Linked DNA regions of Cyprinus carpio: region 1 is linked to region 2. Evidence: chromatin contacts called from public Hi-C data. All regions are on one chromosome and are shown on one strand. The core of a region is the stretch at or near the end of the contact, and the rest is flanking DNA. Distances in the headings are between cores, read along the strand shown.

Region 1 (7,735 bases), core at 1,302-3,801, 33 kb before region 2:
TTGACTAACGAATCATCCTGTGATTAAAAACTAGACAATACGAATAATAAGCCTATTTGTCTTAATATAAAAAGGTATGTCTGAAAAGCTATTAATATGATCTGAATGCATTTTAAAGAAAGGAATGTTGTGGAAGATGTATTTGTGTATACTTTAGAAGTCATGATATCAAGTGTCAATAAACAGCAGACTGCCATTATGATAGCTTGCTTATGTATGCATGTATTTTCCTTTTTCTGTCAAAAATGATGTGACCTGAGATTAAGGCTGCTATACCATCGTTTAGCTTGTACCCTGTGTGGTCTTTAATTAGTCCTGATCGTGGTTGTTCTAACTAACCTTTAGCACATGCTTTTTATCCAAAGTGACTTTTAAAATATTATAACTTCTGCTGAAGGTCACACTCTCTCTATAAACCTGTCTACTTCCATTCTTGTGAGTTTTGCAGCCCAACTCTCTGCCGTTGAGGGTGGTTTTTATGGTAGGTTTTATTGTGCTATTTTAGTTTTAATGACAGGGTAGGATTACTTGAATAAGCATATTGTTTTGTTTTGTTTTTTTATTTCTTTGCCTGTTATCTTTCTCAAACCCAATGGAAAAGACAGTTTTGCGTTTCAAGTGACCTGCTTTTCAAACTGCTTCTCAGTTTCACGTCCTCTTCCTGCTCAGAAGCAGTTTGTGTTCATAATGTCATAGTTCAACAAGCAACTGTTTTCTGAGGTGAGCAAAAAGTGTGACATTATCCCATAGTTTATGACTGTAGCATTGAAAACAGTGCAGCTGAGGGTTATGATAGTGGCATAGTCACGGGGAATACTGTCTTTATATTATTGTATTTTTATTTGTAATATTTTCATGTATTTTAATACAAATATCTTAGTTATAATTATATATAATATATATTTATTGCCCATTTTGGTCTGTCTTTTTGTGTGTGTGTGTGTGTGTGTGTGTGTGTGTGTGTGTGTGTGTGTGTGTGTGTGTGTGTGTGTGTGTGTGTGTGTGTGTTTATCAGTTAACAGCAGATGAGAACATTTGTTAGTTAATACTCTACTGATACACCTAGTTGCACTTCTCTTTTTCTCACTTTCTGACATCTGTGTAGGTTAATGACTAAAACTGAAGAACTCATCGACTGGGTTAATTGTTTAATTATTGTGCAATCAATTGTAGTGTGTTGGTTGAAATTATAATTTCATTGTAGAAAGGTATGCAGACATAAAACTGTGACGTGAGTTCATTACTTGCATTGCACCTCCATGTGGCTGTTTTCTAAAAGCCAGTCATATGTGTTTATTATTACATGACTTTACATTTATTATGTGTAATTTAGTGTGGTATGTTTTTGGACAGGGCAACTTCATGAGCTGTGAATTATATTGTTGTACCGTGTTTGTAGTTCACAAGTCAGATGTATTTCTTTGGTGTTTCTGGATTTGACCAAACGAGGGCGCCGTCTCCTAACACAAGAGTCTGAAAGGACCTGTCTTCTGATTGTAATATTAATGGACAAAATGCACTAATAGTAGTTTTGTGACATTAACACAGTCTAAACATGTAATAGAGTAATTATAAAGCTTCGGGCTACAAGAAAATACGTCAGTGTTGAATTGTAAATGGGCTATCCTAAGTGTCCATGCATATATGCAACATTTGATGTTATTTATTTATTTAACCAAATGTACAATAATATGGAGTACAGCTGTAGTTACTGTTGGCTGAAATTAGAAAAAAAAAAAAAATAGTCTGTGAGTCTATATAGGCCTATTTATTTTTTTTTTTATGTTAGATAAACATAGTTTCAGCCAAGATAACACAATGCCACTAAAATGTAGAAAAAAGTATTCATAAATCTTTAAAATGTGTGGCAAAATGGTTTGTGTCACTTTTCATGTGATTGGACTGTTTTTCAGAATTTAAAGTGGTCTGTAGCTGTCGGATTTTTTTATTTATTATCTCAGGTTATTTTTTGTGTAAGTAATATTATTATTTAGTGATTTTGGCGGAACAAAAATAAAATCAGTGAACTTTAAATCCTACACCCAGTGTCAGATTAGCATGTTTAAAATGTAGTTTAAGATGAGTGATATCTAGTGCGTTATCTGCATTAATGTTGACCTGATATATTTTGCAGGTACGATATAACAATTTATTTAGGTTTTGAAGCGATATAAATGGATGAAGGAAAAGTGATCTTTATGTAGGCATGTGAGCGCGCTCGCGTGCACGAGCCGTGCTGGAATGGCTGAGGCGCGCGTTCACGTGAGTGTGTGCGGGAGGAGGGTGTTTTTAATGTCCGCCATGTTGAGAATGGCGCACTGAGGCAGCGAGAGAAAACAAACACACACACACCCGCCTCTCCTTCTCCTCGCTGGAGCTCTTCTGTTCCATTATTTTTTTTACGTCCTCCAACTCCATCCAACCTCCTCCATGAGATCTGTGGCGGTTTTATGGGTGATTGTGAGGGGATCGGATAGATTTATAGAGTAAAATGAGTAAACTGTCGTTCAGGGCGCGGGCGCTGGACGCTCTCAAACCGCTGCCCGTGTTCCGCTGCGAGGATCTGCCGGACCTGCACGAGTACGCGTCCATCAACCGCACCGTGCCGCAGATGCCCACCGGCATGGAGAAGGACGAGGAATCGGTACGATTTTTACCATGCAACTGCCGATTTTGTGCGATACAGATTTGTTTTGTTATTGTTTTTTTTACTGTCAATCTGCGCAGGTTTGGATGCTACAAAATGGCCGGCTGTGCGTGAAGCGTTTTACACGGTATTTTGGAGCCGTTTTGCAGTGTGCACCGAATTTAGTGAATGGTTTATACAGTTGGATTTATTTGATAGATGTTTGTGGTGTTAAAAACGGGGTTTGTCAATCCGTTCCGACCCGAATCGTGCAGCAAAACACAAAAGGAGTCATGTGACCGCGAAGCCACCGACATCTTGTTGGATTTTCTCCCTGCAGTGGCGGGAAACGGCAGCCAGAGGGCGGGAACTCCCGCTGTCACGCGAAACCTGGAAATATCACGACATATTTAAGAGGATAGTTTACCCCAAAAATGTTAATTTTGTAATTTACTCACTTTCATGTTGTTCCAGTCCTATATGACTGACGTTGCTTCTGTGGGGATCCCAAACAGAGAATGTTGACAACCTTGGTCACCATTCACTTGCATGTTTAGGTTTTTTTATTTTTATTTTTTTCTTCTTTTTTTTTCATACAATTAAAGTGAATGGTGACCAAGTCTGTCCTACAGGGTTAAGGCCTAAACCAGATGAGGATGATTGCGAAAGTCATGAGTATTTCTATGCTTGTGAAATTGTTTTCTCATCCAGACTTCGCTTTTTGGGAAGGCAGCGTTTAGAAAGTGTAAAAAAAAAAATCCACGCACAAAAATATTCTGATTTAATTCACAGTTTACCCATTTCAGTTATATAAGTGTCATGTGAACACTAACTTGATTGCCTCAACCAGAATAAGCCAATATTCTTGTTTCTTCAATCAAAATAAGACACACTTGCATATTTTAATCAGATTTTTGGGTCATGTGAACAACACTTTGCATTTTCCAAGCATTAAAAGAAACGGCTTACGTTTTTAATTCATTGCATTCTTTTGTGTTACTCTAACGGATGTTAATGAGATCATTACCTGGTGAACATTTGGAATATTTCCAAAAGAGATTGCTCTTGGCTTATAGATTTTATTCTAACAGCTTTATTAGCAGTTTTAACCGAACCGTTGGTGACCGCAGCATGTCACGTGTCTCTTGTGGAGGTTCGTGAGTGATGGCTGTTTACTGTTTGAGCCTGTTCTTATTCATATCGGATGCAGTGTTGTGTTTGTAGAATTCAAATGCAGGATTTGTTCATAGAAACTCAAGGTGAGCCTGACGAAGCGTGCACGCTTGAGGCGAATTTTAAGGTGGTCAAGGGTCACCTCCTGAGTCCTCTCATTGGAGAGCAGCCTTGTTTTTAAGTGTTATCATCATAGTTTCCACTACTACGTGTAGCGTTGTTGTGTTAAAGCTGTGATAAGACAGCTCTGGTGTAGAATAACATTGGAGAAACTCTTCTGCACCTCACTAAAGTTTTAATTTTTGAGATAGAAGTGCATGCTTTTTCTCTGCTGGCTAACCTATAGCCTAAATACTAGTGTTCATGGTGTTTTTCTTGGAAAAGTAACTGGAAACCGAGTCGTTTGGGTTTGTTTTGGTGTGTTATTTGTGTTGTAAATTGCTGGATGTTTGCAGCACAAGACTGTCGGATGACTGCAGGCTGTGTTTCATGTCACTTAACATTTCGTGTTTGTTTTAAGACCTGATTTGTTCAGATGTTGTGACAGATAAATTTCTCTGGTTAAAACTCTGATATATGGTTTGTTTGGAGTTTGTGGTCAAGCGTTTTGTCGTCTGTAATGGCTGGATTAGACTGATTTACTCTCTGTTTAGTTCTTCAGCGGTCATGCGTTTTACAATTCCCATAGATCTTTTTTTCGATTGCTGACACAAACTGTCAGAATATATTGCGATGCATACTGTTGTTCAGTCTCGTGGCTTTTATTTTTGTGTTTGCCCTGATATCTTTACTTGTCATTTGTATGTCAGAACAACCATTTTAGTGGATTTAGAAATGGATGCTTAGAGGTGAAATTAAGTGCGAGACGTCCTTTCTGAACAGCGTGGGAACTCTCTGTGTCCATAAATAACTCTGATTGTGCTTTTTCATTAGCATGTGCATTGATATGCTGCTGCGCTTTCGAAGGTTACCAAGTAAATAGTTTGTAATAGTTACATTTAGTCATTTGAGTTTCTTCTTAAAACATTCTGTGCAAAATGGCACCGAAATAGCATCACAATGTTGCTTTGATATTTTAAAAATGATGTAAATATAAATACATTTTAGGCTACTGTTCAAGATTTAAGATGTTTGGTTTAACATTTTCTTATGTTCACTTAGGCTTTAAAATTTCATTCAGTGATAGTCAGTGAGTGAAGACTTTTAAAATGTTTAAAAATATTTATATTTAATGCTTTAATAAATTTAATAGCCTATATTTGATAAATGCAAATATGCTGTTCATTAAGCTTTTTATTAAAGAATCCTGAAAAATTAAATGCATCACCATTTTCACACAACTTTCAACATTGATAATAATCACAAATGTTTCTTGAGCATCAAATCAAATTGTAATGATTTCTGAAGGATCATGTGACACTGAAGTAGGGATATGCCAGTATAAAATTTTCATGTTGCGATTTATTGCTAATGCTTTATAGGAAATTATCACGATGTTGAAATGTAGTTTCAAAAAAAGTGGTCATAATACAGTATAAAATGTTTAATAACTTTTTTCTTATAATCAAAATTACTGATTATTTAAATACAAAAAAGAAATAGAGAAAAAATAAAGCTTAACGTTTTCCACAGATTAAAGTGCAAAAGAACTAAAGACCAATAGGTATCACTTTACAATAAGATCTCATTAGTTAACCTTAGTTAATGCATTAACATTCACAATGAGCAATAGCTACGTAAAGCTATGTAAAAAAAAGTTTGAAAATGAATAGCCTATTAAGTCTAAATATTTAAGTATTTGGCACTGTGATGAACACCACAGCAAATCCACAAATCTGAATGGCTATTTAAATCTATTTAAATACGTTTTAGAAAGTAGCTAAGCTGCTTTATTTATGGGGTTTCCAGGGTAACGGCTGCATTTTCTGCAGTTTAGCGCCATCTGCTGTCTGAGAGTGAATGTGCTTTCATTCAGTGTGTCTCTCACATGCTCTCCTTGTGCTTCTCACGCTTGCTTGTTTACATCAGAGCGCACACGCGTCTTTCAAGCAGCATACAGCGGTGTTGTGCATTTCGACCAGTTGATGGGAAAAGTATTCTTAAAATGCATCCCAAATTCTAAATAATTTGTATGTGTAATTATTGATGGTATTTAGAATTGCCCACGATAACAATATTGTGCATATTCATTACCGTGATATCTCATAACCGAATACCGGCACATGTCTACACTGAAGACTGGAGTAATGATGCTGAAAATTCAGCTTTGCATCACAGGAATAAATGACATTTTATAGTATATTAAAATAGAAAACCTTTTTTAATTTGTAATATTTCACAATATTGCTGTTTTTACTTTATTTTTGATCAAATAAATGCAGCCTCGGTGAACAGAAGAGATTTATTTCAAAAGCATTAATAATTGCATTTATATTAACAGTTTTATTAATATTTTATTATATTAATTATGATCATGATCATTAAATGTTGCTTTTTATTTTTACATGACAATAGTATGTAAGCATCCCGGTCGTGTTCATTGAGTCATCAAACATTACTCATCACCTGACACTGTTTTTCATTCTGTCTGTTTGTAATTCTAAGATGTGATGCCAGTATTGATGGAATCTATTGATGAACCCACTGTTGATGAACAGATTTCGGTATGGTACTTGACATGTTTATTTAAGTGAATTAAACATTTCAAGGGCTGCCACACTATTAGTGAATCTAGTATGACAGTAGAAGATCACAGATCTCTCTGAATTTCATTTTACGTTGTCATTATTTTGAGTTTAGAGTTTATTTTTAGACTCTCTCTTGCAGGTAGCTGTCATTTTATCTTCGCTGAGCTATAGGAGAGAAGAAAGTCTCGTCACATGAGATGTCAGTGAAAGCCACAAATTCCTCCCGCTTTGTCAACAAACATTTGTTAATTAAACCTTGTCTGCGGGCTGCTGCTAGATATTCTTCTGGCGTAGCTGCTTTTCCTCTTGATGTTAACTCATGTAACCCTTGAACACGGTTGGTTCTGTTTGTTTTAACTGGATTCTCTGAGGATGCTGCTGATGTCTCAACTGCACATTGACCTTATTTGGAAATCATATCATTGTGCTTTTATCAACAAATTGTGTAAGTCATAACCAATGATGTAATTATTGTAGTATTAAATATAATTTCAGAAGACTTAAAGCAACAAACAATCACAGTTGAGTTTGTGCTGATTATACCTGTTTGAGCGAACATTGGAATATTTGAAAATGAAAATACTTTTGCAGTTCTGTGTGGTGTAGATATTACATCTTAATTGTGCAGCGCTCTTTATTTTTCTTCGATTAAACTTTTCAGCCCTGAAGGTCCTAATTAAAGAGAGTTCATCCAAAAATGAATTTTATCAGCCACTGGGTTCTATAGTATGGAAAAAAATTAAATTTTATATGTGCATATATATATATATATATATAAATATATATATATATATATATATATATGAAAATCAATGGCTACAGTTAACTTTGTTTGCCAACATTCTTCATAATATCTTTTTAAAGGTTTGGAATAACTTGAGATTGAGGAAATAATCACAATTTAAATTTTTAGGAATTTAAGTAACTACTTTAGTGCCTATAATAGCAACAAATGGAATTGCAAGTTCAATCATGTAACTAATTTATTTTTATTCACATTTATTTGTCTTCATTCATCACAGTTGTCAAGCACGGTGCATCATTTTCTGTATGCGATGCATGGTTATTGTTTGGATTATTAGTAATAGTAACCTATGTAGGGTCTTTATGGCAATCATATGTGATCTTTGGCAAATATACGTCAATCCAGCAAGCCGGTTTTCCCAGACATGACTGTTTCCTCCTTCCAACAACATTCCAGAGTGTAGTCTAGTCTAGAGGTCATGGCAGCATTCCAGACGAGTTTGAC
Region 2 (7,750 bases), core at 5,044-7,543:
GTCTCTCAATGTGTGCTTTGATCCGAGGAGGAAAACGTGATGAGCCAACAGGAGGCTCGGATCAAAGATGCAAAGTGATGTGTGTGTGTGGAGCTACAAGGAGAAACAGAGGTCTGGTTCAACAGAACAAGAGGTTCTTAATAAGCATTTCCTAATGAAGATCGTGATGTTGTGGTTTGGACTCCAAGAAAAACCTCTAAACCTCTAAGAACAACCATTTTCACTATAAGGCTCTTGAGTTGCATTGGTTCTTGGAAGCAGTGATGTAACAACGGCTTGATTAGAGCTCTTCTAATATTGTAAAAACAGTAATATTCTGAAAAAAGTATTTTTTGATAGAAAACTGCACATCAAGCCATCTGATGGTGTCTGCAAGAAGTTTGGAATACATTATTTTCACTTCATTTGGTTTTAAAATATTAATATAAGACGTCCCTTCAGTCACAAAACACTGCCATTGCTATGGTTTATACCGCAGTAGTTTTCAGAATACTCTGATTAGAAGCATGCATTAACATAATCACAGTATTCTGATAACATAAACTTTAACTTCAGCATTATAAGGTGAGTGTAAACCCAGCCAGTGAAACATAAAAGCAGTGAATTTGTGTATGGATTTTTCATCACTTTATAACGTCCTTCATTAACAACAGAGAGACTCCTAATAAACATGCAGGGCAGTATGTCACCCGGCTTTATCTGAGATAAGAAAGTTGTTTGATTTTTGCAGTGCCTTTGTCAATAGCACAGCCAACAATGACTCATCACAACAACAAAGACGCTGTGAAGATCAGAGCAGGAGAAAGATGAGACTCTGAAGCTGCCTTGATGCGAAATCAAAAAACCAAAGAAATGCTGTGAAAATCATTAATTGTTTTCAGGATAAGGCACGTAATCCAATTTGTCTGCAGTCTTCAGACGGCGCTGTGGTGTGGAATGAGTGATTAGATGCTGGAGTATGAGCTATTCATCAATGCCCATTCAAAATGACAGTTTGATTATTCTCTAATAGAGCCGTACTGCCGCAGTCAGAAAGCAATACTTCTGAAGACGGCATGGCAACGGCTTCTTCCCTCCAAGGTGATTGTTAGGCTTGTAGTCAGGTGACAGAAGGGATGAACTGTGATTGGTTGCGATGACCTCTTGTCAATAAGTGACAAGTCTACTATGTGACATTGTTCAATATGGGAGCTTGTTTCAACTGCTGAGAACAATATTATAAAAACAGAGAGCAGTGGCTCATTGCAGTCATGGATGGATAGATATATGGATGGATGGATAGATAAAGCAAAAAAAAGATTTGTTTCAGTTTTTATTTCCAATTTTTAATTTTTTTTATTTATTATTATTATTATTTTTTTTTTTTTTCAGTTTTAGTAATTCTTAGTACTTTTTTATTTCTGTTAATTCCAACGGCAATTTTTATTTATTTTTTTATTTTTTATTTTTTTTAAACCAATAACAACACTGATTGTCAAACAGTGAAATAATGTTTTACTCTATGTCTGGAAACATTATTTTTAACAGTGAATAATATGAAATATTCTCTCCATTTAATACACTGTGAGAGCAAAACAAGTTTCCAGCAGTGTGTGTGTGTGTGTGTGTGTGTGTGTGTGTGTGTGTGTGTGTGTGTGTGTGTGTGTGTGTGTGTGTGTGTGTGTGAACAGTGAATAATATGAAATATTCTCTCCATTTAATACACTGTGAGAGCAAAACAAGTTTCCAGAATATTTCTTCTTGTTTTTGGTCTGAGTGCCTGGGATGTTTGGCACAGGGTGTGTTTTGGCTGCCAGTGAGAGGATTTGTACGCATCTGTTCAAAGAGATTGGAGGAAAGGACGGAGGAGAGGATAGATAGATGACTGAGAGGATAGATGGATCAGTGAGAGGACTCACAACAGAGGCACTGTGTCTGATGCACCTGCCTAAACCTCATCCGCCCGGAGAGAGAGAACGCAGGAGCAGAAGAGGAGAGACGCAGACGGACTGGAGTAGATGTCCTCAACTCTTGCTTCGGTTAAAAGTGGATTCATGAAACAAAGAGTCTCTTTCACTGCTGAGATTAAAGAGACAAACTTGCTGCAATGATGCAAGAGTGTTTGGGTATCTGTCTGTCTGTCTATAACTTCTAAACTTCATGCACGACATGAATCACATTCAGTTTGCTGTCTCTCTCTTCATACTCTTTTGTTTAAGATTCTCAGAGCAGGGAGTCTAAATCTGTCATTTTCCAAACGAGCATTTCCGTCTGATCGATGTGCTGGTCGATGTTTAGCGTGCTACTGAAGAAGAGCTTGAGGATAATGACGGTAATTGGCTGGTCTGATAGATCGCCATATTTACTCTGCTTTTTGCATGGCAAAGAAAAAGAAGAAACCCTGGACTTTAATCCAGGGATGAGCAATATTTATGATGTCGACTTGACAACATGCTGCAGCAGTTCATTTTGAGGTCATTTACTTGATGTGTAATATATATATTAGTGCTGTCAAACAACTAATTGTGATTAATCACGTCCAATATATATATATATATATATTGCTGTCAAACAACTAATTGCGATTAATCTTTTTTTTTTACAAAATATGTATGTGTGTGTGTACATTTATTATGTATATCTAAATACAGAAACATACATGTATATATTTTTATATATTTATAATTTATATTCTATATAAATATTAATATTCTGTGTATAAACAAAACATATTTTCTTAAACATTCATGTGTGTATTTATATAATTACATAATAGATATATATTGTGCACAAGGCTTTCATCTCTTTAAACATCAAATTGTTTTTTTAATATTGTTGGAAGAGTATTTTTTATTAATACATTTATCCTTCGTTTTTTCCTTTTCTTTTTCTTTCTGTTTTGTTGCTGAAGTATGTTAAGTTGTTAATCTTTGCAAATTGTGTTCGAGCTGCAAACTTCTCATCAGATCAATAGTTCAATCCAGTGGGACGGCTGTGAACTAATGATACGAGGGATTCTTTTAAGTGAACTATTGAGAAAAAGTGAGACAACATGAAGGGCAATGTGTGTGTGTTCAGTATGGATGGATGCTGGAGTGGATTTATTTAGCTCCTGCAGTATTACTCATCTATTTTAGGGCTTTATCACAGAGGCTTTGTTTTTTCACTCCCAAACACATTACCACAAATACACTCAAGAACTGAAGCTGTGTATTTATTGCTTTAAACCTACACCCACATCTATCTTCATTCATTAGACCAAAACACTCCTGAATTGTAAATGTGTGTGTGTGTGTGTGTTAATTAATATTTAATGAGCTGCACCTGTGAGACTAATGAGCTGTGACTGGAATTCCCTATCGCCCAAATACACACACAAGACTGTATTCCTATTATTTCTATAACATGCATACTGCATTCATACAATATATATAGAGAGAGAGAGAGAGCATGCGTACTGCGTGTGTGTGTGTGTATAACTAGACAGCATATGCCATGTATAAATATGCCATGTAATGAGATCATATGACACAAATGTGGCATAATACTTTTTGAAATCTTTGTCATTGCATAATGAGTACTTTTCACATGCTTGATTGTATTCACAAACTATATTGTGACTGGGCTGAGTGCATTGCATTTTGAGACGTAGTATTTTGTACTGTGCACATTTTGGCACATGTTCTATTAATATATTGCTAATTTGTTATTCATAGTTTGAATTCGTTTTTATTTTTATATTTTACATTTTCATTTTTAGATATATAGGCTATATATATATATATATTAATGTCTAATGTGTGTTTGTGTTTTAGCTTTAGTTAATTTATTACAATAAGTTAAGCTATTTTTTTCTTTACAAATATCTTAAAGTATATTAATATTATATTGGCAATTATAGCTAACAATATATAAATATTTTATTTGTTAAGGTTTTTTTAATTACATTTTTTATTGTACTATAATCTTGATACAAACCTATATACTGCAAAAAAAAAAATCGAGAAGCCTGTTAATATTCCAACTCTTCTGTTCTAGTATTAGCTCCATTGAAGGCCCTTAGAAACCATTGTCAGACATGTATTAGATGAAACCTTCACCCGGTAGCATGCATAGGACGCTTAACTGACACAAACCCCCTGTCATGCAATCATTTACTCCTCTGATCTCTGAGCACATGAGGTGTGTTTGCTCACGGATTATCATCAGCACCTCAGTCTGTCCCGCTGATCACATTTACATGGAGAATATCACAACGCTGTGCTTCAATGTCACTAATATTGACACTATATTAGACTGTATTTTTTTAATGTAAAATCATTAAAAAATGACATCTCCTTCAAATAGAGTAAGAAGTTTTAAGAATCATGTTATCGTTTTTATTTGGCCTAATATCAAGAAGCCTACATTATTTTGGCAGAAGCTATATGATTGCTAATACATTTCTGTAAGGGGTGTGCGTATACAGCATAAAATGTCAGATGGGGCTACCTTCCCCTGTAATCATTAATATAGGCTTTTGTATTGTCAGATGTCACGTACTAATCATTGGGAGAATTCACAAATAATTGGAACATGTGATGTTTTTTTCTTCATGCAAAACACTTTAGCTTTGCTACTCAGTGCATTAGAGAGGTTTTGTTTGTTTGCTTTTTTATTCTTCTTTTTTTCACATTTTGAAATGACCAATAAGTCATGGCAACTTATGTTTTTACATTAGCCTATTTTAACTTAAAATAATGTTTGCAACTTTTTTATGTTATATGAAAACAACTTGATTTAAGTCAGTTTAATGTAAGTTTTAAGTTAATTTTTACAGTGAATGGATAATGTGGAATTAAAAAAATAAAATATAAAAAAACTAAAATAAAAAATAAATAAAATAATTTTTTTTTTTTTTTATTAAAAGCAATCCAGCAGGTTTAAGATGAGGTTTAGCTGAGTGCTGTACCAGTCCTAAAGCAGATCTTTAGTGTTGACTCTAATCCCACCCTTCCGTCTGTTTACTGATCTCAACTAGTCAGTCTACAGGAACATGTGCCATGTTTTGTCATTGCAGAACATGCTTACACACAACACTGTTTGTTTTAGGGACATTGCAAACTGATTTAAATTGTTTCTCATCATTTTGAAACCTCTTGATGTAAAAGATTATGCTTAATCACTTAAAATGATAAATTAAATGGTATACTGTAAATGTAAAATAGAACGTTTAACATTTGTGTTGTTTTATTGTTATTTTTGTGCTTGTGTTAAGGCCGTCGCTAGAGGGGTGAAAGGTGGTGACGATTATAGAGGCCCATGGCTGATTTCAACCGACTGGCCGAGGCCAGGCTAAAAAGAGGCCTCACAGACCTTGAACACAGAATTGAGTTTTGTTTCTTTTTGATCTTGAACCAACAAATACATACAAAATTATGTCACAATACCTTTCCTTGCGAGTATCCTCCAAAAAATTGTTATACTGGATGCATTGTTTCTTAAAGTGACCACGCCCAATTTAGTCCACTAGCTGCTGTCAGTTTCCTTAATGTTAATCCAAGAAATTAAATGGGAGAAAATTACTCACAGCCCTTTACTGAATTACTTCGTAGTTTTACCAAGAGTTAATCTATATTCATTTATACAGTGAAGACAATGCTATTTTACATTTGATTATTCCTTTTCTGTACCTGGACACCTACAAACTTGAAAAAAAAAAAAAAAACCTTAACATTGTTTAATTTGTATCTTTTTTATATTTTTTTTTTTTTTATTTTTACTGTTTTTTTAACAGGGCCCACAGGCACAAGTTGCACCGTGGCCCCGCAAACCCCAGCTCTGGCCATTCAATAAACTGCATTTTGAAAGTTAAATTAAATACTTAAACTGAATTATTAACCAAACAAATTCAGCATTTCTGCTTAGAATTATTTATGTCTGATATTCAGAGTGATATTGAATATAGACAAAAAACAAAAAGACGTGTTTTTTCAGTTGTTGCTTTGTTGTATTAATTTTTTGTGATAGTATTTTTGTATTATTATTGTTGTTTAGATGGAATACGATGCTTGTGTTGATTCCAGACAATGAAGCTGGAGCCAGTAGGCTTGAAAAACATTTGATTTGCAGCTGTTCTCTTTCTTCCACTGTTTTCTCTCTCTCTCCTCGGACTGAATTTCTTGTTTCTGCAGAATTATGTATACTGCTTGTACAGTATTTTGGTTTTCCATGTAAAACGTTTAAAAATTTCTCATTATCCACTTTTCGTCTTATTAGTTTGCCTCTTTTCAGTTACAGTGCTTCACTTACAGCCCATTCAAGTGCAATGTAACACATGCATATAACGCTGTGAAGCTGAGTGCCATCCAAATGAATCATCACTTATCGAGTGTGCTCTGCTCTTGCCAGGACATCTTTAAATGTTATATAAGCTGGCTTTGTAAGTTATTAAAGAAGATTTTTCACAGCACAGATGTTTCTCCTGGGAATGTGAAGACTGTGTGAAAGAGCAAAGATTTGTGATGATGAGGCAATACAGAGAATAAATAAAGCATGCAGAGAGTGATCAAGAATGACAGCATTATGTACAGTGTATATGTGCTTCCATTTATGTTATGTTGATCTGACATCATTGCAGTCTGTTTTTAGCTGCTATCTAAGTCTTTGAATAGCTCAGAAACATTGAACAAATTAATAACTTTTAAAAATGTACATATCTTGGATTATATTATATTATATTATATTATATTATATTATATTATATTATGATTATATATATTATATTATATTATATTATATTATATTATATTATATATTAGATAATTTTAGGTCAAGCATTTTACCCCATTTTACTTATAGTAAAATTTTCAATTATGTTTTTCATTACCACCATAGAATATTTTAAAATACAATATAAAGAATAAAATAATATATATATTTTTTAAAATGTGATAATACAAGAAAAAAAACGGTAGTGTTTTTTTTTTATTTTATTAATATCAGCATACATTACATTACAATAAATATTACCATTATGTGCACATTCTATAAAGTGTATAGATCTTAATAGTGTTTCACAGAAATTTGGGAGGAAGCATTGTTGTCAAGATACACACACACACACACACACACACACACATAATTTATTAATGTTATTTATTTTATTATCTTATTTTTATCAAATAAATCTTTTTTATTATTTACATTTTTAAATTAATATGATCAAATCATTCGAGTAACTAATGACATTATTTGTCCATTTATTGCTGAAATAACAAAATATGCTTCTAAGCTTCCCAGAAAGATGAAATAACATTAATTCTCCACTGAATTCCTATGTGGGACTCTTTGATGTCCTAAAGCGCCATTTAGTGGTTCAAAAAGGTATTGCACGTTTATTTCGGAGTAAGTCAGTTTGGTCCTTGTTATATTGACTCATCCATGAGAATTAGATGGAAAACTGATCCATGGGAAATGCTGATCCCTGCAAATGTCGCATTTAATTAAACACGGTTTCACACCCAGAGAAAGGCCCAGAGGACGTCAACACAAACGCACCAAATATTCCCAGAAGTATGATGGCAGTGGTGCATTGCAGACATATTTTATTAGGGCTCAAGCCTGGAGGGCGAGAGCCCTATTGTTTTCCTTAGGATTACCAGGGTTTTTATTATATTATTATTTTTATTATTTAGCACTTATTAGGGCTCAAGCCTGGAGGGCGAAGAGCCCTATTGTTTTCCTTAGGATTATTAGGGCTCAAGCCTGGAGGGCGAAGAGCCCTATTGTT

The links. Hi-C and Micro-C count contacts between places; a contact is called where the count stands out from the background.
Region 1: a contact with region 2 is called in a Hi-C map of skeletal muscle, with 2.5 times the contacts expected there. The contact joins two enhancer-like sites. A contact is called at or near these places in 3 of 8 Hi-C or Micro-C datasets (liver and skeletal muscle).

The regions. Positions count from the first base shown.
Region 1 is chrA12:22,297,562-22,305,296 of ASM1834038v1, reverse strand. It overlaps the pseudogene LOC109073513. Among protein-coding and RNA genes, the nearest start is that of LOC122147114, 23 kb to the right of the region's middle. Within about 2 kb of position 2,551, at least 7 of the 8 cell types and tissues checked have an H3K27ac peak or open chromatin away from gene starts, as enhancers often do. A contact at or near this core is called in skeletal muscle, where this site is marked.
Region 2 is chrA12:22,268,509-22,276,258 of ASM1834038v1, reverse strand. LOC122147114 (a long non-coding RNA gene) reads left to right here. Exons shown (of 2, transcript XR_006161434.1): 2 at 28-406. Among protein-coding and RNA genes, the nearest start is that of LOC122147114, 5.7 kb to the left of the region's middle. Within about 2 kb of position 6,293, at least 1 of the 8 cell types and tissues checked has an H3K27ac peak or open chromatin away from gene starts, as enhancers often do. A contact at or near this core is called in skeletal muscle, where this site is marked.